Linked DNA regions of Mus musculus: regions 1, 2, 4, 5 and 6 are each linked to region 3. A link is a contact called in public Hi-C, HiChIP or PLAC-seq and promoter capture Hi-C data. All regions are on one chromosome and are shown on one strand. Each heading gives the region's core, a stretch centred on a gene start, on an enhancer-like site or on the middle of the called end of the contact. The rest is flanking DNA. Distances are from core to core; before and after follow the strand shown.

The links. Promoter capture Hi-C pulls out the DNA fragments that hold promoters and counts their contacts. A called contact is a pair of places that touch in the nucleus more often than the background predicts. HiChIP or PLAC-seq counts read pairs in DNA pulled down with a chosen protein or histone mark.
Region 1: a contact with region 3 is called in an H3K4me3 HiChIP or PLAC-seq map of stem cell-derived neural progenitor cells, with 16 read pairs. The contact joins the enhancer-like site here to the promoter of Asb7 in region 3. A contact is called at or near these places in 11 of 39 promoter capture datasets (the C10 cell line, the HPC-7 cell line, the SN4741 cell line and 7 more), 1 of 484 Hi-C or Micro-C datasets (CD4 T cells), 14 of 115 datasets of contacts at active chromatin or transcription factors (the 230-238 cell line, the SCID.adh cell line, bone marrow-derived macrophages and 11 more) and 3 of 9 other capture datasets (adipose tissue, liver and macrophages).
Region 2: a Hi-C map of cortical neurons shows a contact between it and region 3, with 5 times the contacts expected there. The contact joins the enhancer-like site here to the promoter of Asb7 in region 3. A contact is called at or near these places in 11 of 39 promoter capture datasets (the 3T3-L1 cell line, the HPC-7 cell line, the SN4741 cell line and 8 more), 3 of 15 datasets of contacts at CTCF or cohesin (the NIH/3T3 cell line, embryonic stem cells and large pre-B cells), 14 of 484 Hi-C or Micro-C datasets (the Ba/F3 cell line, DN3 thymocytes, bone marrow-derived macrophages and 8 more) and 18 of 115 datasets of contacts at active chromatin or transcription factors (the 230-238 cell line, T-cell acute lymphoblastic leukemia, bone marrow-derived macrophages and 13 more).
Region 4: a promoter capture Hi-C map of liver shows a contact between it and region 3, with 3 times the contacts expected there. The contact joins the promoter of 1810008I18Rik here to the promoter of Asb7 in region 3.
Region 5: an H3K4me3 HiChIP or PLAC-seq map of forebrain shows a contact between it and region 3, with 6 times the contacts expected there. The contact joins the enhancer-like site here to the promoter of Asb7 in region 3. A contact is called at or near these places in 4 of 39 promoter capture datasets (the 3T3-L1 cell line, cranial neural crest, hematopoietic stem and progenitor cells and 1 more) and 11 of 115 datasets of contacts at active chromatin or transcription factors (the 230-238 cell line, the NIH/3T3 cell line, bone marrow-derived macrophages and 8 more).
Region 6: a contact with region 3 is called in a promoter capture Hi-C map of pre-B cells, with 11 times the contacts expected there. The contact joins the promoter of Tm2d3 here to the promoter of Asb7 in region 3. A contact is called at or near these places in 8 of 39 promoter capture datasets (the C10 cell line, the HPC-7 cell line, cranial neural crest and 4 more), 1 of 15 datasets of contacts at CTCF or cohesin (large pre-B cells), 4 of 484 Hi-C or Micro-C datasets (B cells, CD4 T cells, muscle stem cells and 1 more), 3 of 115 datasets of contacts at active chromatin or transcription factors (astrocytes, bone marrow-derived macrophages and large pre-B cells) and 2 of 9 other capture datasets (embryonic stem cells and liver).

The regions. Positions count from the first base shown.
Region 1 is chr7:66,127,008-66,130,459 of GRCm38.p6, forward strand. All of the region lies in intron 2 of Chsy1 (chondroitin sulfate synthase 1), which reads left to right. It also overlaps the pseudogene Gm18988. Among named protein-coding and RNA genes, the nearest start is that of Chsy1, 19 kb to the left of the region's middle. Within about 2 kb of position 1,839, at least 27 of the 459 cell types and tissues checked have an H3K27ac peak or open chromatin away from gene starts, as enhancers often do. A contact at or near this core is called in stem cell-derived neural progenitor cells, where this site is marked.
Region 2 is chr7:67,618,111-67,621,750 of GRCm38.p6, forward strand. It overlaps Lrrc28 (leucine rich repeat containing 28), which reads right to left. Exons shown (of 10, transcript NM_175124.5): 4 at 964-1,001; 5 at 1-20. Among named protein-coding and RNA genes, the nearest start is that of Lrrc28, 25 kb to the right of the region's middle. Within about 2 kb of position 1,976, at least 37 of the 459 cell types and tissues checked have an H3K27ac peak or open chromatin away from gene starts, as enhancers often do. A contact at or near this core is called in the Ba/F3 cell line, bone marrow-derived macrophages, cortical neurons and 3 more, where this site is marked.
Region 3 is chr7:66,687,611-66,691,268 of GRCm38.p6, forward strand. It overlaps Asb7 (ankyrin repeat and SOCS box-containing 7), which reads right to left and starts at 1,951. Exons shown (of 6, transcript NM_080443.2): 1 at 1,490-1,951; 2 at 1,213-1,310. Lins1 (lines homolog 1) reads left to right here and starts at 2,279. Exons shown (of 8, transcript NM_152815.2): 1 at 2,279-2,413.
Region 4 is chr7:65,801,688-65,805,168 of GRCm38.p6, forward strand. It overlaps 1810008I18Rik (RIKEN cDNA 1810008I18 gene), which reads left to right and starts at 1,350. Exons shown (of 3, transcript NR_167723.1): 1 at 1,350-1,462; 2 at 2,339-2,645. It overlaps Gm51485 (a long non-coding RNA gene), which reads right to left and starts at 663. Exons shown (of 3, transcript XR_003946789.1): 1 at 468-663.
Region 5 is chr7:67,242,167-67,246,018 of GRCm38.p6, forward strand. The region is part of intron 8 of Mef2a (myocyte enhancer factor 2A); the gene reads right to left. Among named protein-coding and RNA genes, the nearest start is that of Lysmd4, 22 kb to the left of the region's middle. Within about 2 kb of position 1,910, at least 83 of the 459 cell types and tissues checked have an H3K27ac peak or open chromatin away from gene starts, as enhancers often do. A contact at or near this core is called in bone marrow-derived macrophages, forebrain and microglia, where this site is marked.
Region 6 is chr7:65,691,231-65,694,867 of GRCm38.p6, forward strand. Tm2d3 (TM2 domain containing 3) reads left to right here and starts at 2,187. Exons shown (of 5, transcript NM_026795.3): 1 at 2,187-2,339. The coding sequence starts at 2,249. Gm33234 (a long non-coding RNA gene) reads right to left here and starts at 2,212. Exons shown (of 2, transcript XR_391545.3): 1 at 1,621-2,212. Tarsl2 (threonyl-tRNA synthetase-like 2) reads left to right here. Exons shown (of 19, transcript NM_172310.2): 19 at 1-863. The coding sequence ends at 89.

The sequences.
Region 1 (3,452 bases), core at 589-3,088, 560 kb before region 3:
CTTGGACATACTTTCCCCAAATCACCTTGCCTCCTTGTGTGACAAGGCCCAACTCGCTCACGTTCACTTCAGTAACTGGGCCTTTGGTGATCACACCCAGTGTTGTATATAATGGGGATGATGGATTCTTTTTCACACTGAGAATAGGCAGGCAAAAGGTAGCTTTCAGCTCAGGGTGTGTGACATGGGCTCTTTTGAAACATAGACCCATTGGCCTAATGAACGTTTCATATTTAGGTGGTTTTCTTGTCAAACCATCACCAACAAAGCATTCTTTTCCGTGCCTTCTGTTTTCTTTTTCCTGTTCAAATAATTTCCAGTACTTCTGTTTCTCCTTGGGCATGAACTTTGGGTAGAGGGACCTCCCATTTTCCCACCTTTTCTTTTCGTTTCTGCTTAATCATGTTGGAAAGGACTTTTGCTCTCTACTACCCCTCTCTGTCCAGCAGATAGGCAGGGACGCTCCCTGTGGGGTCTTCTCACCATCCTTCTGCTTGGTGTTTCTCTTTTTATGCATCTTAATAGTCTTTTTCATTTGTATTTTCTCAGTATGGTGTTTATGATAGAGTTCAGCCTTCAGGCCAGTCTTCTTTGAACACTCATGGGCCTCCCAACCTTCTTTCTTTCTCATGGTAGTCCAAACAGTATCCATATCGTTTGCGGTGCAATTCAATATATTCATTTTGTGGCATGATGACAGCTGCTGAGCGGCTATCCGTGACCGCCCGGGTTCCAAAAACCTCTTAATTTCTGGTGTTAGTGGTCCACGAGCCTGCTTCATTCCCTTCATGTAATTTTTAAATTTTAAGTTAACAAAGGTACATTTTAAATTCTAAGTATGATCTGAGGGAGTCTTTTAATCTCCATGAGCCTTGCTGTCTCTGCCTGCCTCCATTATCTGGTGGTTGTTCACTATGCCAGGGGAGATCTCTTTTCTCATTAAATTTTGCAGTGAAGAAAGCTGTCTAAGTTATTGTTCTATTTTTGTGAAGAGATAACATGACCAAGCAGTTTATAAAGAAAGCATTTAATGGGGCTCTTGATGACAGTTTCAGAGGGTGAATCCATGGACAAAAGGCTGGGAGCACACAGTCATGGTTCTGGAGCAGCAGCTGAGAGCATCCTGCACAGGCAATGTGCAGACAGAGAAAAACTGGGCCTGTCGTGAGCTTTTGAAGCCTCATAGCTGACCCCCAATGCCATTTCTCCTCCAACAAGGCCACATTTTCCAGTCTTTCCCAAATAGTTCCATTAACTAGCAGCCAAGCAATCAAACTTGGCCTATAGGGGAGCCATGGTTCTTTAAACCAGCACAAAAGCCATTTGAGGATTTCATGCTGTGTTAAGTAGACTACAGCCAGCAGTGTCTCTGCATTTCCCCATCCTTAATTAAATGTTATGACCATAACATTCTTCTCTGTGTGAAAATACGTAACGCTTTGTATGTGTTGGAATGCTTTGTCTAAGACTGGCCTAAAAGTGCTGCTCCTTCTGCCCCCACAGTGCAGGCGTTACATGTGTAAACCACCATGCCCAACACTTTTATGTGTGGGTAGAGGTCAGGGTCTCACTCTGTGGTGTATGCTGGCCTGGAACTCTCAGAATGCAGGCATTGACTACCATTCCCACACAGCTCAGGGCTTTTCTTGAGAATTAAAAAAATAATTGTGTCTTGATGTAGTCATCAATATCTTATAGGTGCTACTGAATAGAGTCAGTATCTTGAGGTAGATAGAGCAAGAACTTTGATTTAGGGAGAGTGCCAAATTGTAGGTGTAGAGTGGGGTCTACAGCTCTAGGACGTGAGAGACTGAGGGGTGATTTCTTACCCATCAGGAAGTAATCTGATGTGGTCAGAATACCTGTGACTGATATTGTGGGCACTCAGACGTTTGTAAATACTCTTATTGGTTCAGATGACTTGATAAACAAGCACCTCTCTGTGGTGTTTTCCCCTCTGCCTCGGGAGCCTAACAGCAGCCACAGGCGGCTCTCCCCAGGAATGTAGGGCAGGCAGGCAGGAATGTCCCTACTGCTTTGCAGTTCTTTAAATGCCTTATGATGACACTGGTTTTCCTAGATTTTCCTGGCTGGCCCTTCCTTGCTTGTGCCAGAGGTTCCTCCCTTCTGTGAGTTGCCTGTTTGTAGTTTTGGCCCATGTTTCAGATGTTGGTCTTAAGAGTTTTGTTCAAGTGCTTTGTTCTCAACACAGTATCTTCTGGACTGTGTGCTTTGCCTTTTTGCCTTCACTGAATTATAGAATTTTTAAAAATTGACCAGTTGTGAGTCTAACTCTAGCATAACCTTTCTTTGATGGATTGTGCTTTTTATTTATTTATTTTTATTAATGTGAGTGGGTGTTTACCTTCATTTATGGCTGTGTGTTCATAATGTGTGTGGACATAGTGTGTATGTCCATTGCCCATGGAGGCCAGAGAGGAGGGCTGGGTCCCCTAGAAAAGGAGCTGCCATCTGGGTGCAGGAACTGAACCTGTGTCATCTGGAAGAGCAAGCAGTCAAAGCTCTTAGTGACTTCTTAGTATTTTAAGAAATTGTTCCTTCTTTGGGTCACACAGATTTTATCCTGCATTTTTCTGCTTGTTTGAAAAATTTCCCTTCTTCATTCGTATTTTAAGAAATACATACAAGGGCCATTTACCATTGGATCAGCCTGCCTGATACCTGCACCCATCCCCCATCGCTAAGAAATTCCATGTTCTACAGTCAGGCAGGATTAATCCTTAAACTTCCTGTAAGATAATTATGTTAAGCTTTGAGTCTTGGAAGATATTTATTTTGCTCTATTATAAGCCTAGCCAGAGGAGTAATTTTTTAAAAACTTGCCTTGAAGTAGAAATAATTCCTCAGGTAATAGCTGTGTAATTAAAATGACTCATGAGGAATAGTTGTCAAAGCCAAAACTCAGATTTATTTCTAAGCTTATTTTTTGATTATTGCTGGGACTTATTAATAAATGCCTTTAAGCACATGTTTTTAAATGATTTTAGTTTCACAGAAGCTTAAATTCTGGTTAGAACTGGTGCCTTTCATGTAGAGTAAAAACTGTTACCTCAAATTACTCAAGGGTTTGTGAGACATGGTGTTGAAGCATTGGAAAAGTGATTTTGTGTGTGTTTGGTTTTTTTGTTTGTTTGATTTTTTTTTGTTTTTCATGTAACCCTAGCTGTTCTGGAGCTGTATATACCAGGCTGGCCTTGAACTCAGAGACTCTGAGGTCTATCTCCCAAGTGCTATGACTAAAGGCATGTGCCACCAGTGCCAGTCAGCTGCCCCCCTTTAAACTTTTCATTGAATCTTTGTGAATCAGTTTGCACCGACCCATCTCCCTGTCCCTTTGTATCTTCTCTCCACCCTTGCAAGCTCCCCCCCCCCAAAAAAAAACCCCTGAAAACATCTCTCCATGTAAGCTGTATTGTGTTACTGTGTGTCAC
Region 2 (3,640 bases), core at 726-3,225, 930 kb after region 3:
TTTCACGAGGGACCCGATGGCTTCAGGGAGAAAAGGAAGGGAGAAGCAGAATGAGTGTGACTCAGTGTTCCTAGGCGAACGCTTCGCTCTTGACTCTGTCTTTCACTCACAGGACTTGAAAATGAAGTTATTAAAGTGGAAAGCATCTCTTGAGATAAAATTAACTTAAGAACAAGTAAAAACATTAACACAATGGGGGAATGTGCGACTAAATAAAGAATTTGAAGATGAACCCAGCTGGGGTGGTCCTGGGAGGCTGAAGCAGGAGAGTAGTTTGAAGCCAGCAGGGAGACACAGGAGCCCACCTCAGATGGCATCACTAAGAGCAGGGTCTGGGAAGTGGCTCAGCTGCTTAAGTGCTTGTCTTGCCAGCAAGGAAACCTGAGCCCAGACCCTAAAACCCTACATTTAAAAAGCTCTGCAGCACATGCCTGTAACCAGAGCTGGGGACGCAGCAGCACATGCCTGCAACCAGAGCTGGGGGCGCAGAGAGGGTCTAGGTTGACCCTGCTTGGTGAGTACCAGACCAGGGGAGATTTCCCTCAAAAAAAAGACATCTGAGGAACAAGTTACAAAGTGGTCCTCTGCTACCCTCTTCCCACACACTCCCTCCCCACAACACCCCCCCATAAGAATTTTAAAGAATCTATTATTTTATATGTAACTAAATTCTTAGTTAATTGCACCAAGTACTTAGTTTACTATTTCCCAACAGCAGTTTGTCTAGTAATTTTCCTGGCCATTTATTGTCTTATTAGATGTCTCCATTTAATCTGTCTTAGCTGGACTTACATTTTAAAGCAAATAAATTGAAAGTCCTTTAAATTAAAATTCCCTAACTTACCAACCAAAATAGGTTTAAGGAGCTAGAGATAGAAAGACAGGGTCCGGGGCTCATCAAATTTTTATAAAGCAAAATATAAATGACACTGTTTTCAAACTAAGAATTATAAGTATGCTTACCTTCTGGAACCACAACTATGTTATTTGAGTGAAGGTACCTGTGACAAAAGGAGGGGAAAGTTGCTGTCATTATTCAGTATTTTGTCAGATAACCAGCTAATACAAGCTCTGTTTGAAAACTTATCAAATATAAGCAAAACTTCCAAAACACACAGACATAACAACAGCTAATGCTTTGAGAGTAATATGCTAAATAACAAATATTAAATATATCTTCTGATTTAGTCATTTTAAAATCATTAATATAAAAAAATCATAAGGTATTTAACCTCATTAAAAAATTTCTAGTTCCATAGGCTGGAGAGACGGCTCAGAGGTTACTCCAGATTCCCGTTCAATTCTCAGCAACACCATGTGATATTTTATAACCACCTTCAGTTAGATGTAAGGCCCTCTTTTGGTGTGCAAGCATACATGTAGGCAGAACACACTATATATAGTAAATAAATAAATCTTTTTTAAAATTACTAGTACATCTAGTTCATTAAATTATTTAGGTTTTCAGAAATATATTTACTGTGTAAAGAAAAATCAATACCTATTGTGTAAAAGGAAAGATCAGTTTTAGTTTCTAAACAGTAAAAGTGGACTGAAGACAATTCTAACTGGCTCAGCTAGCCATTAAGAGAGAGCACTTGTTCTTACAGGGTCCCAGCACCCACTTGGTGCCTCCTAACCGTCTATAATTCCAATTCCAGAAAACAAGCACCCTTTTCTTCACTACACAGGCCCTAGGTGTGCATATGGCACGTACATACTTGCAGGGAAAATACCCAAACAAAATAATCTTTAAAACAAAACAAACAGAAAACTCTTAAAGATGTCTCTAGTTGGCATGCTTACTGTAACCCAAGAATAGAGATTAGATGTTCACTAACGTCTCCGCAGAAATACTCAGATGCCAAGACACAGAAATCTGACTTCTCAGCAGCAGAAGTCTTCTTTAAAAAGACCTACAAGTCCAGGCTTGTCTAAGTCATCAACACTTTCCCACTGAAGCATCTTTGGCACACTCTGGTGGGGACTCCAGGTACCATCTGAAACTATATATATTCAGAGCTACATGCCATGACTGCCAGAGATCGTACAGTAAAAATAAAATCAGTAATAAAACTGATTTTCTTGTGAGGTAGGACAACTCGATTTTAGAACACTTGATTTCAAACCAGCCAATTTATTGTAGGTAAAAAAATAAATCCCCAAAGTATTTTAAAATATAACTTAGAAATTTTCTTTCATGTTTTGACTATCTTTAGTGAGTGCTAAAATGTCAGTAAGAACAGAATTATAAAAGCAGAAAAATTGTGAAGGCTTTTTTTATGCCGAATTAAACCAGTGCTGTACAGAATGTTAACCTGTGGGTTCTGAAATCAGCTAAGACCAGACACACTCAGATGTGAGATTTTTTTCTTCCAGGAAATACCTAAGGGCTTTTCACTAATGACTCTAAGGTTTGAAACCAGCTTTTCAAAAGATACTATGAAGAGAAGCGACCAGGCTGTCTGACAAGATCACATCCTCAGGAGAAGACAAGGAAAGCTGAGGAGAAACAAGCACCCCTGCCATGCCACTTGGCCACCAAGCATTCCCTCTCCTTCCTTCCATGTTCCATCACCACTGGCTGACAGAGGAGAGACCTGAGCCTAGAGTGTCTGCTCTTCTTGACAGTCAATCAAGCAACAAAGCCTTTTCTTTTGGCAAAAGCTGCAGTCATAGGACTGGCTTCTGTGTTTGCCAGGAAGTAAGCCTTCACTTGATAACTATGTGACACAATTTAACCAAGTGTGCACTCTAAAACTCATTCTTCACTCTGTGTATATGAATTGATTACACATTTTGAACTCAATACTTTGGAAACATTCTTTTTTTTTGGTTTTTCGAGACAGGGTTTCTCTGTATAGCCCTGGCTGTCCTGGAACTCACTTTGTAGACCAGGCTGGCCTCGAGCTCAGAAATCCGCCTGCCTCTGCCTCCCGAGTGCTGGGATTAAAGGCGTATGCCACCATGCCCAGCTCCTTTGGAAACATTCTTGTTCAAGGTCATTTGTGCCAAAAAACTGTAAATCAATGTGCAGGTACACTCACTACAGTATGTAAATATGAACAGATGCCATCACATAAAAATCACAAAAAAAAAAGAGTACCCATTATTATGACTGAAACTTAACAACACATTTTAATACACTAATGTGTCTATATTAAAATAAAGATGCTATATACCACTAGAGTGTTCCTGATCCTAACTACACATTGGAACTATCAGGGTCTCCAAAAGATCACTCATTTGTGCACTAAGTACAATGCAATCCCAATTCCACAAATCATTTTAGGAGACAACAAACTGAGAGTCCACGTGGAACAGGCAGCAAGCCCTTTCTTAGTAACTGGGTGACAGGTCCCCCAGAGCACCCCACTGCCTTTATTGAACCTTCATAGTCACATACAGTCACAAAAGAGCATGATGGCCCGTGTCTGGGGGACTAGAGGACGGATGTATGGAGCTAGTTTTCATATTTTGCTGAAATACGGCCAGAAATCAAATTCATACTAGTACACATACCACTTAAGGGTACAGTCACTTTGGCAAATGACTTGGTCTTTTTGTGTTATTTTATAATCAACTGAAACAAAGTGTTATTCACTATGTTAACATCAATGTTTTAGTGTTGACAAATGTC
Region 3 (3,658 bases), core at 701-3,200:
AAACATATTATTTGTGTTTGTGTGTGCAAGCACACACACACACTGGCAGACAAGACAGAAAATCTAAAGGAATAAAAGCCTACCATTTTGAATACTTCTTTGTACTGAAAATTTCAAAAAACAGTTGAGATATTAAAATAAATGAGTCACTTTTTATACGTGATAACAAATATTATAGTTATTCATTAGGCAGTCTCTAGGTTGTCCTTGTATAATCTCTCCCTATGGTTTATTTGTATACATTCTCTCTTTATATTAATGTTCTAAACTTACCTTTTGGGCATTTTCGGAGGCAGCAGAAATCTGAGCACATGACCTAGGTGCTTATATTTCAATCTAGTAAATTCTCTGTAAGGGTTTTAAAATGAGAAAACAAGAATGACCACTGCCAAAACCAAGCAGCAGATAGCTAAACATACCAAAACAATACTTTGTTTCAAAATTCCTGACTGTGCCACTATTGTCAAGGAGATACATTGTAAATTTTTATAAGTTCACCTAGAACACCAGAGATGTAACAAATACTATGTATCACTTCATAACAACTCCTGGTGTCCATCCACTTTTCTCACACAAACACACAAGAACACCCATAGTAAACTATATACTTTGTTTCCGGGGCTAATAGTGCTTTTATACAGTTCCTATACTGTTCCCATTCTTAAGCTACACACATTCACTTGTTCCAGGAAAACCAAATCCAATTATTTTCTTCAAAACCTGTAAGTTTCAGTCCTCCTGTTCACCTTCTGCTACTAAGTCATTATCAGTTAGGTAACTCTGAAGCTTTCCTGATGGAGGCATAGAGAGAAAAAAATGTACATGGGCAAAACAGTAAACTGTGGTTTAATTAAAAGCAGAATCATTCAGAATTAACAAGCAATTAACATGGAATTGAAGAATTCCTATGAGAGTATGTAAGGCGGGGAACTACAAAAAGGTCTCCAAGCCTCCGAGCAGAGTACATGACACAGTATACCAAAAGATAATGCAAAACACGGAAACGCTCTGATCAGGTCCCAGAAGACGTTTCTGGGCTAGAGAAGTTACTGGGGTGTTAAGGACCAGGCATGGGCAGTGCTTCTGGTTTTGCTAGGAAACTAGGATCTAAGAAAGCTTGCATTCCCAGGCAACCACCCTGGAAATAAAGCGTTACTTAATGAGGTAGGGGCCAGGAGTAAACAATGGGGGAAGGGAGGTCTGCCTCTTTACCTTTCAAGAGGATGCTGGTCCAAAGCACTCTGTTTATTGCTCCTCTGGTGGGTGGCCAGACCCCTTCTACTCGCGAGTGTCCTCCAGCAAGCTCAAACCTGGAAAACAGAAACCGATCAGTGGTGCAGTGATCCAGGGGCGAGGAGAGGGCTCTGAGGATGGGGGAGCTTAGCAAAGGCTGGAGGGTGGCAAGGGCAGGCAGGCTAGAGCAGGGCTTCTCCCCCAACCCCCACCCAGCCAGCCCCCTCCCCTCAAGGGAGGAAGAAACTGACTTTACCTGTGTCCTCAGTTGCAGCTCCTCTCTCTCCTTTCAGCCTCCTGCACATTCACCAACTTCTCCATTGAAGAAACACCCCAGGCAGGGCCGGACACCGTGTTCCTGATCCTCCTGGGTGCTTCACGGCCCCAACCCAGAGAGCATCCAGATAGTCGATCAGGCTGGGGGTGGCGGTCTTGGCCTCGGAGCAGCCTCCGGGAAGGGGCGCTGGGAGGAAGTGCCGGCTGGGTGGGGGGGGGGGGGGGCAGTCCCGGTCCAGGGGCTCAGACCAAGGGTCTGCCGCGCGCCGGGCCGGAGGCTTTCAGCTACCGAGGGACTCAAGAGGTCTGGGGACAGAGAGACCCTAAGTCATACCAGGTCCGAAGTGTCAGCAGCAGGGTGTCCCGACAGGGGGCTTTCGGGATGCACTTTGCACTGGGCCACCCCCGCCCCCTCCTTCCAGCACTTTGGGGTCACTGGGATGGGACCAAGCCTTCGACAGCCAATCAGCTGCCGCACTGGAGCCTGCGCTCCAAGCCGTAAACCAGATCCGCGGTGGGTGGGGGTTGGGGTAGGGGGTGGGGGCGACTTGGTTGGTTGGTTGCTTCCTTCTCCTCACACAGATGCCCCCACCCCCTGGCTGTCGTAAAGCTGCCCGCGGATTCGCGACAGTTAGAGGAGGCGGGCTAATAGAGGCTGGGACTTGTCTCCGATTGGTCGCTCTCCCTTCGTCCCCTCCGCTTCCCCGCAGCGGTTCTCCAGGCTCCACCCCCAGCCTGGAGACTCTAAGCGGTTGCTAAGAGACACTGTACTACGAATGGGGCTTCTACGCCTGCTGAGGGAGGGGCCGGCAAGGCCTTCCGTGGAGTACGGTGGCCTGGAGTAGGCAGCTGTGGGCACGAGTGGCCGGGCGATGGCTGCGTGGCCCGGCGGGATGGCAGCCAGGTAAGCAGGAGCCCAGGTTGAGCTGGGTGGCTGGAGCGACACGTGCGTGGCAGGCTGAGCGACGGGGGAGGCGACAGGGCCGAGAGCAGGCGATGAGGGCCCCTACTCGTCGTCGCTCTGCGGTGCTTCTTGGAAGCGAGTGGCGATGTTTGGTGCATCTGTCGGTCTCTGAGACCCGGTTAGCTTCCAGGCTGCCTCGCCCAGCCTGCGAGAGAGCACGCTCTTTGGGATCGCGAGGCTGGTTCAAGGGCTTGCCTGCGAGGATAGCGACCCTAGTGGTTTCTTGTGAATGAAAAGAGCCGGGGGAGGGGGGCGCAGAGTGGGCACATTGATACATTGTTTAAATGCATTGATTCTTTTAGCAAGTGTCTACTGGGTTGACACTACTCTAGTTGTTGGGGAGACTTTGTGAACTTTTCTTTCCTTTCTTTCTTTTCTTTCTTTTTTTTTCTTTTATCTTAACAAGAGAAGATGAAACTGCAGAATGATTAGGGAAAAAAAAAAACCCACAAAGTAATGGAATACAGTTTGACTAGGATGCGCTAGACTCTTAGATTGTGAGCCAGGTCTCCCAGAGAATGACATTTATGCTCTGTGAATGACAAAAAAAACTAGCCAACAAAGATCTGAGGGAAGGCCTTTACAAGCAGTTAATCTGAAGTGCAAAGCCTTTGGTACTTTAATAAGTTTAGGGGAACTGTGACTGAGTAAGGGGAAGAAAGATGGAAATGAGATTAGGGGGTGTGGGCAGACTGCAGATTTTGCAGGAATGTATAGGTCATGCCAGAATGATTCCCGTTTCTATGTTTTGCATTGATCACATAATAGAGAAAGCTGTTATGGGAATTGGATTCCTGGGGATGATGTAACCTATTGCGATATTTTGTTGCAGGTGGGAGTCAGTGTTCGATTTGCCTCTGGGTCTTTTTTTTTCTAGGCTGATACTCGTAGAAAAAGTATTCCTTTGATGTCTTCCACAGGAGTAACTTCTTTTTTTTTTTTTTTTTTTTTTTTGGGATTATTCAGACTTAAAAAGAGATTCTTTTTTTTTTATTTTTTTCATTTTTTATTAGGTATTTAGCTCATTTACATTTCCAATGCTATACCAAAAGTCCCCCATACCCACCCACCCCCACTCCCCTACCCACCCACTCCCCCTAGGAGTAACTTCTTATGTGGACAGACTAACTTCGCTAATTCCTAGAAAAGGTTATAAGTAAGAATAAGGGTTTGATGTGGTACCAA
Region 4 (3,481 bases), core at 100-2,599, 890 kb before region 3:
CCGTCTCCAACGCTTGAATACACCAAGCACCCCCATGCTGCCCTCTTGGGCATGCTGCTGAATTTTGATTGATGTGTCCAATTCTAGGACAACTGAGCCCATCAGGGTGCTGAAGAGGGGACAGCAGAAGGAGCACCAGGGTAGGCTGTGTGTTAAATGAGCAAGCCATGACAGACAAGCCAAGCACTGTGCAGGGGCATGCCTGCTAGGATTGAATAAGCTTTTAGCCAGGGAAGGATACAACCCTTAAACAGCAAAGCAAGGACACCCCTGGCTATGTCCACCAGGTCTCCTAACTGCAAAGCAGTCTGGTTACCATCCAGGAGGGAACATGATAAGAGGATTCAAAGTGGCCTGTCTGTAACTGACTACTGAATGGCTTCAAGAAAGAGACGCCCCCCCCCCCCCACCATGTTACAGTACTACTCTGAAGCTAGAAACGTTTGCCTACTAAGAAAACACAACACCTTGCCTTGGTGAGTTCAAAAGAAAAGAGGACTTCTTCAGTTCACTGTCGCAAAGACCCAAGGACGAGAGACTGTATTGAGTGGTGGCTTTCTGCTGGCAGAGTCCCAAGCAGCAAGGGATCTCCCCCCAAAAGGCAAGGGCCATGCATGCTTCAGTCCAGTGAAGGCCTCACTGCTGGCTACACTGTGTCTGCCCTCTAACACTTACTTCACAATGGGGACAAAATTCCAACCTGAGTTGGGAGGTAGAGGAAGTTGTGTTGAAACCGTAGCAACAATCAAAATAAAAAAAAAAAAAAGTTCACATGACTAATTGATGACTCAGTGGCCGTGGATGTCTCTAGATCCCATTGGCCAGCATTTAGCTAAACTAGAACCTTAGCCGATCATTTCATGTTCCTTAGTCATAATCTCTTCAACGTTCCTTCAGATTTCTAGTATCCAGAGCTACTCAGTGAACAGAAAAAGTTTAATGACTATGGTTTTAGTACTCTAGACAGCGTGTGCCAACTGTCCTGAGAAGGAATGAATGTGTGTGTGTGTGTGTGTGTGTGTGTGTGTGTGTGTGTGTGTGTGTGTGAAATCACGTACTAAATATCTACCCAAACTTTAGCTCTTATATACTAGATTTTATTTTATTTTAACAGATATTGTTGTGCAGGCCCCAGTTCTTCTCTAGCTTTTCCAGAGCGCGCCTCCCTGCTCCATCTTTCTCTTCTCTTGACCAGGTGTGCAAACAATTAGAAGGGCTCAATAGGTCAGGGCCATCTGTGGTTTTTACCAGTTGGCAGTGGCATGCGGGGAGGAGGCCAGGGTTGTGGGTCTAGGGTTGGGCAACTTTGTAACAAACATATTAGATGATGCAACGGGGCACAGGCTTCTGAAAGGCACACGTGGTCTCAACTGTGGCACCTTGGAAACAGCCTACGAACTCAAAGGTGACGTTTTTTTCCCTTGGGCTTGAGCTGGGCTTTCTGGTAGAGTGCAGCCGAGGAGTAAGTTGGATCTGTGTGGGGTTTTAACTAATGTGCCCAAGTAAGTTGGGAAGTGGTTGTCATAGCAGCAGGGTAGCCATGAGACTTGAGGCAGTTGTAGGTAAAAGCCAAGCTCATGGAGGTAGATGCTGTAATGAACAAAGGGCCTATCTATCTACCAACCCTGCAAACAGGCTAGCTTATTAATTATAGACAGCCCAGTCTGGTGTCCCAGGAGGCCCCGGTGTGAATTGAGGGACATAGCAAGCCAGTTTGGGATCCAGTTCCTCTGCTCATCAGCACCTGGCTTCATGCATGGTGTCTGCCCAGGAGGGTGGATGAGGCCAGGATAGCCTGGCCAGGGTCTGCAGGAGTGAGGGCTGATGATCTTGCCAGCAGCCACCTCCCAGGCCCAGCTGCAGGGCTGGGCTTCCTGAAAACTGTGAGTCTGGAGCAAGACAGCTGACCCCTGCCTGCCTGTTTACAGTTTTCACAGGGCTCTGGGGACAGCTGTGGCCTCCCCACCCCTGTGGCCTCATGGTGGTGATGTGGGGGGGGCCCTACTGGAGCGGCTGGGATTTAGGAACATCATCAGCTGTTCAAGAGCTACAGTCTCCCCATAGCTTTCAGCAAATAGTGGGTGTTAGTTCATATCTCCTGTAAACAGTTGTATTCTCGGTGGCTGCCCGGCTCCGGTTAAATATTAACAAAGAACGGCCCCCATGGCCACTCCTGGGGTGTCTGTTTTAAATATTTAAGTAATTGCTCTTTCCCGTCCCTGAATGACATTTTGGCTAAATTTTCTGTAACTGCTGTTGTTCCTCTGGTTATTAAATTGTGTAAAATGCCCACCCCTTCCTCTCTCCCTTCCTCTCTTCTCCCTCCCTCTGTAAACAGCTGTCTCATTCACCGCCAGTCAAAACACCCTGGGACATCCTGGGGCCCAGAGTATCCTGCAAGGCTCATGTGTGACCTCCTGGGAAGCAGGTGGCTATTGAGCTTGGCAGTCTCTCCCCAGGATGCGGCAGAGGGGCTCACCTTGGTGCGCCAAGAAGAGCAGCTGAGCTGTGCTGAGTTGGGTCTGTCTCCATCCAGTATTTGTGGTAACCACAGGCTTCGGGATAGTCTGCTTCTACCTGGGCACAGCTGTGGAAACTTCCTCGGGCCTTAGATTTTGCATCGTTAGGGATCCGCACCCAGGCAGGTTAGTTCCTCCTTCCCAGGTAAGGCATGGGATGGCTGTGCCACTGAAGCCTTGTCTTAAGAGCTAGGTTCTTTCTCTCCTTTCCTTTCCACTCCATGGAAGGAGCGGGGGGGGGGGGGGGGGGTAGAAGGACGAGGGTGACCTTTTTCCTGCTTGGGTCAAAGAAGTCTAGCTCTAATTTATGAGACTCCAAGACAACCTTGCATTTCTGAAGAGCTAGTGAGATCACCTGAAGAATAAACTAATTTAAAGTCACTTCCACTTACCCCAAAGACTACCATGCAGATCTTAGCATCGAATGAATTCCATCCTTAATATTTTAAAGACCTTTTAGTACTTAAAAAACAAAATAAAGGGGTGATTCCAATACTATAATTCCTGGTAGGGCACCAGGGTGGACCCTCGGGACACTTCCTGTTGGAGGAGCCTGATGTAGCACTAGAGTCTCATGGGAAGTCGTGAGTCCCCAGATGCATGGCATCTCTGCATTCTCACTTTCCTCCTTTCTACATGGAGGAAATAGTAGTTCTGACTTCAGAATTGTTAAGATCGACAACTTGGACTTCGTGAGTGATACAACGTGCCTGCACAGTACTGCCTCAACCAATGAGCTAGCTACTGCTGAAACTAACCAGGAGGGAATGCTGAGGGAGAGCATGAGTCAGTCCCCAGGCCACCCTGTGGCCCAGAGACAGAGTCATTAGTTGTTGGGACGTTTGAAAGCAGGATTGCCAGCCAGAAGTCAAATGGACATGTAGGGGCTGAAGAGGGGTCAGTGCCTGCAGCTCTGCGCATGTCAGAGCGATGCAGCTCTGCGCATGTCAGAGGGAAGCTCA
Region 5 (3,852 bases), core at 660-3,159, 550 kb after region 3:
CACTTCACTTTGGATCAGAGCCATCAACAAATGTTTAGGGCACAGAATGCCTTGCGTAACTTCCTGAATTCCAGGGAACTGCGTTTCTGATTCTTCCCTGCATTCTGAACTGATTTCATTTTTAGATGCTGAATTAGCTTAAACTTTTTTAAAGAACAATTTTTTATTAGATATTTTCTTCATTTACAATTCAAATGCTATCCCAAAAGTCCCCTATACCCTCCCAACCCCCTGCCCTGCCCTCCAACCCACCCACTCCCACTTCCTGGCCCTGGCATTACCCTGTACTGAGGCATATAAAGTTTGCACGACCAAGGGGCCTCTCTTCCCAATGATGTCCGACTAGGCCATTTTCTGCTACACATGCAGCTAGAGACACGAGCTCAGGGTGTACTGGTTAGTTCATATTGTTGTTCCACCTATAGGGCTGCAGACCCCTTCAGCTCCTTGGGTACTTTCTCTAGATCCTCCATTGGGGGCCCTGTTTTCCATCCAATAGCTGACTGTGAGCATCCACTTCTGTATTTGCCAGGCACTGGCATAGCCTCACAAGAGACAGCTATATTAGGGTCATGTCAGCAAAATCTTGCTGGCATATGCAATAGTGTCTGCATTTGGTGGCTGATTATGGTATGGATGCCCCGGGTGGGGCAGTCGCAGTCTCTGGATGCTCCTTCCTTCCTTCCGTCTCAGCTCCAAACTTTGTCTCTGTAACTCCTTCCATGGGTGTTTATGAAGTTGTAAAGAGTGTGATTGACTACACTTTTTAGCGATCTTTCTTATCTTCATGATTTCTACATTTCAACACACTCAGAAACTATCTCTGAGATTCTGCAGTTAAGTGTCATTTTAAGGAAGGCAAAGTCACACAGTGTCACACATTGGTATGACAGGTGGAGAAACAGTTCAGGCTCAGCACTGAGTCAACAATTTCAATGAGTTTTTGAGGGAGAGACTTAATCTGGTCTCAAATAAAACTAGGTAAAAATAGTGTTCAGATGGTTCTGTGTAGGCTATCCCTACTCTGGGCTTTTTAGAGTTGCATCTTCATGGCAACTTCTTGGTATGACTTCAAAGACTGTAGAAATAATGACCCTCCATACTTGGTCTGCCCACCAGCTAGATCCCTGCAAGCAGTGTGTTCCGTGAGTAAGTGACTTTCAGAACCACTAGAGGGCAACACAGTGATAGATAATTAAAGCATTTAGGACAATAATTTAAGGGTAAAGAGCAGGGTCTAGTAAAAGATGAATTATTTCAGTTTGAACCATAATGCAACCATTAGTGGCATCCTTAACTCAAGAATTTCCCCCCAAAGATATTCATTGTATAATCTAGCATCACATTTATAGCTAATCAGTGAGTATATTTCATATACCAATCCAAAAATGAGCAAGCACAGAACAAATAAAAGATCATCTCTTATTTTAAGGATAAAGAACAAAGAAACTTATTTGAAAAGAAACTGTTAAAAACACACCAGCATGCATAAACATGTCATCATAAGGAAATGAAAATAGTGGGTGCCTTTACACCCCATGCTCACATGCACTCCTAACCCCTGCCCATGCTAACACTGGAACACTCACAAGTTTTTATTCCCTTTAAATCGGAGTCATCTAATTAGACTTGGAATGCATATGATGACATCTGTTGAGTTTGGGTTTTAGTTCCCAACATAGAGGTAAGTTATTTTTAGTCAAGTTTTTTTTCCACAGGAAAAAAACAACATAAAATATGTTTTGGATAAACAGGTAAGAGCTGCTTTTAAAGACTCAAACATTCCTCGTAAGAAGCAAATGTGTGTGTGTTCAATCACAGCCACTTCTTTTTGTAAACAGGGAACCCCCTTGTGGTTCCGACTGCCTCATGCAGGATGAGATAATCAACTCTGAAAAAGGTGACCTCACCAAAAATGATGTAATCTTTTTGAAAGAAAGAAACATAACACAAGATTCTGTGTTACGATCTCAGGGACTCTGAGGGTGAAGTCATTTTCTAAAAACACTTTAATAATTTCGAAAGCCACATAAGGTATTTTGTGTACTTCCTTAGCAAAAAAAGCTTAAGTATCTTGTGTTCATGGATAGCTATTGTTTTTACAAGTTACTTCAATATGTCTTCTCCTTTACCCATCAAATAAAAGGGACCAATATATACAGCAATAAACATAAACATAACTAGGATCAGTAGTGCCAGTAGGTGGATTTCTTGATTAAAAAATGTTTGGATAGTGGAAAACAAATAGAAAAATATCTTTGTAACAAAGGAACAAAGGTTAAATAAGAACATTTAAAATAATTAGTACTATTTATATATTTTTCAACTCTGTTCAAGCAGGAAACCACACTCACCAACTCCAATTCCTCTTCCTCCGACTGTACTCAGCACATAAGAGGGATAAGAGAGTTAACTAAGACTGTTGGAACTTGCAACAAGATCTTTCTTTAGAAAAACATGGCATTTGGATTCTAGTAGCTGTTTGCAACTTTACAGAGGTTCTATACATATCAAACGATGCATATAGTACTTGCCTCTACATTATAGTTGCTTTTTCAAAATAAAGGAAAATTCTTTTAAATTCTCTAGCCAATGATTTAAAGCCCCATCCTGTCCCTTAATCCCACCTCCTCTTACATGGGTCTCTCCTACACACAGCATTGCTTCTGAGACACTTCCAAGTTTAACACTGTGCACATATACATTTAATCCCTGCATAGCTACCCCATCTGGCCAGACAGTTTGTATACATGCCTGTCTACTACCAGACTCTATTGTTAGAAAACTGCTGTGTGTTTTATTTTCCCAGTGGCCAACACATTATAAGACACAGTAAGTGTTTACTAATAAATGCTATAGTTTTGAGTAATAATATATGTTTACCATTTGCAAATAACAGTGTTCCCATGAATAAAACTATCTTAGTGGGGTAAAGCCTTGCATATGACAAAGAAGAGACTGGAAGGGAACTGTTAAACTTTAAAAACAGTAAAAATGAATAAGACAGGTTTTCTCCTTTTAAGTGGTTATGAAATACTTCTATGCTAGAAACAGTCTGCTCATTGATATTTCCTATTTCACTTGAGTAAGTCAAGTTTCTTCCAATTTGTGAAGTGTCCTAAGCCTCACTGGTTTCTCTGCAAATGAATAAACTGATCATTTACTCAACAAAACAAGCACTCAGCGTACAAGTAGGCAAATATAGTTCAGCTGCTCACTTAAACATATCATTTTGTTATCTCCAATTTACAAGACAGATGTCAAAATAATATCAAACTCTTGCTGTATGTAAAATACAGTGTAACTTTACAGAGATAAGGGTATAAATAGCTTATATGACAGTTTTAATTTTCCATGGGGTTCATGGTTTTGTCTTTTTTTTCTGTGACTAGATATGATTTTATTAAGCAGTTTTCAAAGTCCCAAGTAGTTGGGTCTTTCTAACACACATTTCAGTGCCTTAAGTGACTTTGTTTTTTTTTTTTTAAAGAAAGCTCCTAGCAGGTACTGCCTACCTGCAAGGTGCTCAAGGAGCCACTTTAGTGGCTGCTCTTTTCAGGCATACTTCTTTGTTATACACATTTGTGTTTTAACTATCTTACTCCACAGCACTCAGAGAGCTCCTCTACACATCTTACCCGGCTTTCTGAGGTTAACACCCCCCAAAAACTGTTGAGGCTAGGAATTCCATTTGTAAAGCTTTGCACCTCACTTAGATCCCACCAGCCTTGGTGGGCTGAAGGACGGGCATTGCTGAAAGAATACCCGACTGCACGTGTATTCTTTTTGTTTTACTCTTAGTGGTGTTATGCCAGTTACCTTAACTAAGGTAACGTCCTCCAGGATTCTCCA
Region 6 (3,637 bases), core at 937-3,436, 1.0 Mb before region 3:
TTCATGGAGAAATATCAATAGCTTCCGTCATTGAAAAATTGAAGAACCTCAAAAAATCACGTACGCTAAATGCCGAGGAAGACTTCTGAAGGCTTCTCCTTGGGCTTCTATATAACCTTGTTTTGACTTCTGAAATGTATTTTCCCTGTCACTTAAGATATTAGTACTTCTAAGAACCCTAGGGCCACTTGTAGGGCTCTAATGAGTTCAACCTAAGAAGGAAAAGTGATTATTTGATATAAACAAAATTTTAATTTGTTGTGTTCTGAGACTAAATAGGAGAAGCTGGAGAAATTTGCAAGCTATCAAGACTCCAGAGACCTCAGTGATAAAATGGTGTCCATTCAAAGAGGGGAACACTAGCGAGAATTATCAGAAATCATGCTTTGTTTCTTTCTCAAAAGATGTGCTTCCAGCCTGGGGGCTGTAGCTTCGTGACCAGAGCATCCGCGTTGCATGTATGAGGCCTGAGCTCCATCCCCAGCAGCCACCACCTCTCACCCAACAATGACAGGAATAGGCTTTCAATAAAAGCCCATGGCCCTTTTGTAACATGGAGGGGAGATGTCTTATTTTCTAATACACACATCTCAGGTATTTTTATGGCTGCTTTACTAAAGTTCACACTGAAACTCATGCCCAAAGCTGGAATTGCTATTTCATTTAGTGTGCAATCATAAGAGAAGTACTAATATCCTGTTAGTGGCAAAGGACTATGAAACCTCAAAGAGATTTTGTACAATCTGTTATTTGCATTGTGAGTTAAGAGTTACAGTTTTAATGCTTCTAATCATAATTCATTATATTTATCTTTAGAAACACTAAAGTCCTAAATAAAATGCATCACATGGTGTTTCTAGAGCCTCGGTATGTTCCATTGTTGGACGCTTGCCTGGAGTTGAACCACTGCTTTCCTGGGGTGTTTCACTTGTATGTTGAATCGAGTATATTTCTGATTTTTTTTTTTTTAAATCAAGACTGGGTTTCACGATGTAGTTCTGGCTGGCCTAGAACTCACTGAGATTTGCCTGTCTGTGCCTCTGGACTGCATTTCTGATATATTTAAATTATTTTTATTTTGTGTGCATGGGTATTTTGTCTGTTGTCTGGGCACTGCAAGAGTGTCTTGTGCTTATAGAGGTCAGAAGAGGGTGCCAGATTCCTGGAACTGTAGTTCTGGGTGATTGTGAGCCGCAGGTGGGTGCAGGGAATCAAATCTAGGTCCTCTGGAAGAGCAGCCAGTGCTCCTAACTGCCGACTCAGCTCTCCAGACCCTGTAGTTCCGATTTCAACCTTATTGTCTTGGCACTTAATTAAAATACCGTTATGCCAAAGAGAAATTAGTTACAGATTTATTTCACTAGGTGCAGCAGAATTCAAATTAGATGCAGAGAAGCATCAGTCTTTGATATATTATTGATTCTCCTGAACATGAAGAGTGAAGCATCATAGATGAAACCAGTGTGAGGGTGTAGGGTGCGAATTGTAACCATTTTTAAAGCTAACATTTACTGCAGGATTGTTGTGCGCCGAACACCATTTCATGTACTTTTTCACTTATCAGATGTGCAAGTGGGAATTTGGGGACCCCAAAGTGCAAGTCAACAGAGAGAGACATACCAACAGCATGCTTCCTGAAGTATATGCCATAGAAACAACGTAGGTTGCAGAGAGCAGCTCCCCCTCCTCGAGGTTGCTCTCCTGGCCAGTTTGGGGTTGGACTCTGCTCCTACGTGAAAATTCCACACACTTGGCTCTTGTCCCAGGCCCTGAGACCTAACCTGTTTTTCCAGTCTCAGAGGAACTCTAAACTCCGCGTGTCCCCCAACAGGCTGTGGTAAAACCTAAGGCAGGAGCCCTGGGTCCTGGTGCATGGGACTCTTGGAGCTGCTTCCCTGGCTTCATGGGTCAGCGGAACTAAAATGGGCTAACCACATCGCATCACAACCGTTTCCCAGACTCCCAATGGAAAGAGAAGGGCATCTCTTCAAAGGCAGTGAGGGGCTATTCTGGTCCGAGCTACTTCCTGCTGCTGCGGGTCCCCAGTTTCATTCATTTCCCTTGGCCAACAGCACTCAGAGCACGGCGACAAGGAGACCACCCAACCTCCGAGCTGGGAAGCAATGACACCCGCCGGCGGCGCCCCGCAGCAGTGCGCCTGCGGGCCGCGCCCGGACACGCCCCCTTCGGCGCGCCCCCACCACAGCCCCGCCTCCTGGCCCGGAAGTGCGCACGCGCAGCGACAAAAATGGAGGCTGCGGCCGAGCCGCTGCGGTCTGTCCGCCACCTGTCCCGCGTGCTGCTTTTCCTGTCCCAGTGCTACATTCTGTCGGGAGATGGTGAGTTCAAGGCTGGGGGCCGCACCGGGTGAGCTGGTGGCAAGGGGGTCCCCGGAGCCGCAGGAGGCCGGCGACCGACGCCTGGGCGCCGCAGCCCGAGGCCGCAGCACTGCGCTCCAGCCCGCCCCGAAAACCGGTGTTCCCTGAGTCGGTAGCCCAGAACCCCAGTCGACCCCGTCATTTCCGTTTCTTGAGCCGTAGATGCCCAGTGCAGCCCCTACCTGTTAAGCACACAAACCAAGGGTATCCTATCCCATGATAACATGCCTTTCTAATTGTAGGATCCTTAAATTTAGAGCATTCGCAGCCGCTGGCTCAGGCAATAAAGGATCCGGGCCCAACACGTACATTCTCTGTAGTTCCCAGGGCAGCAGGTACTAGACGTTTTCTATTCTAGTAAATGTGCATATTTATAAGGAGTAGTTGCCCGCCCCCCTTTGTTTTCGATACAGGTTTCTTTAGTATAAGAAGTCGCCTTTTGGTTTTGGCTGTTAGATGTGGTGTTGTTTAGATATGTAAATTAAGGGCAGACAGCCGCTTTCAGTAGACAGTTTTGGTCTTTTTGAAATCTATGACTTACCTCTTCATCCAGCCTTACAGGACTCTTCGTTTCTGTTTATTTTTTATTTTCCACTCTCTTCCAGTTCTTTAGCCAGTACTGTTTTCCCTTGAGTTAAAAACCAACCAACCAAACACCGAACTCTACAATGCTTCCCTAATGTTATATGATGTGCTGGGTTAAGAAGGTTGGATAGATACCTGGAGGATAATCCGGGTGAGATCGGGCTTTGAGGGATCTTTGTTTCCTCACCTTTGCAGCCACTGTAGTTATCTTGATTTAAGGCCTTTTCAGCCTTGTGATTTGAACCTTCCAACCTCGGGCCACATGGAGATAGGAACAATAGTGGGAAATGGTATTTATAGCGTTAGCCACTTCATGTCACTTCCAAGTATTCCTGTTTTGCTAACTGTCCGCTAGCTCTTTAGGTTCATCTGTTTGGAGTCCTATTATTTCAGGGATTGGACTTGAAACTGGCAGAGGCATTTCACAGATTTTTATTTCGACGTATATACTAACACCAGTATTTTCTAGAATTGGAGGGCTGAGGGTGTTGTCATTTTTGTGGTGGGGGCGCGCCGAAGGGGGCGTGTCCGGGCTTCATTTTTCCATCAGTAACTTTTGCTGGAAAGGACATTGGATTGGATTTGGAGAGCTGTGTGTTCTGGTTCCAGTTCTGTCCAACATGTCCTCTGGTATTTTGCATAGACTCTGCCTTATCCAAGCTTTAGTTTGTCCT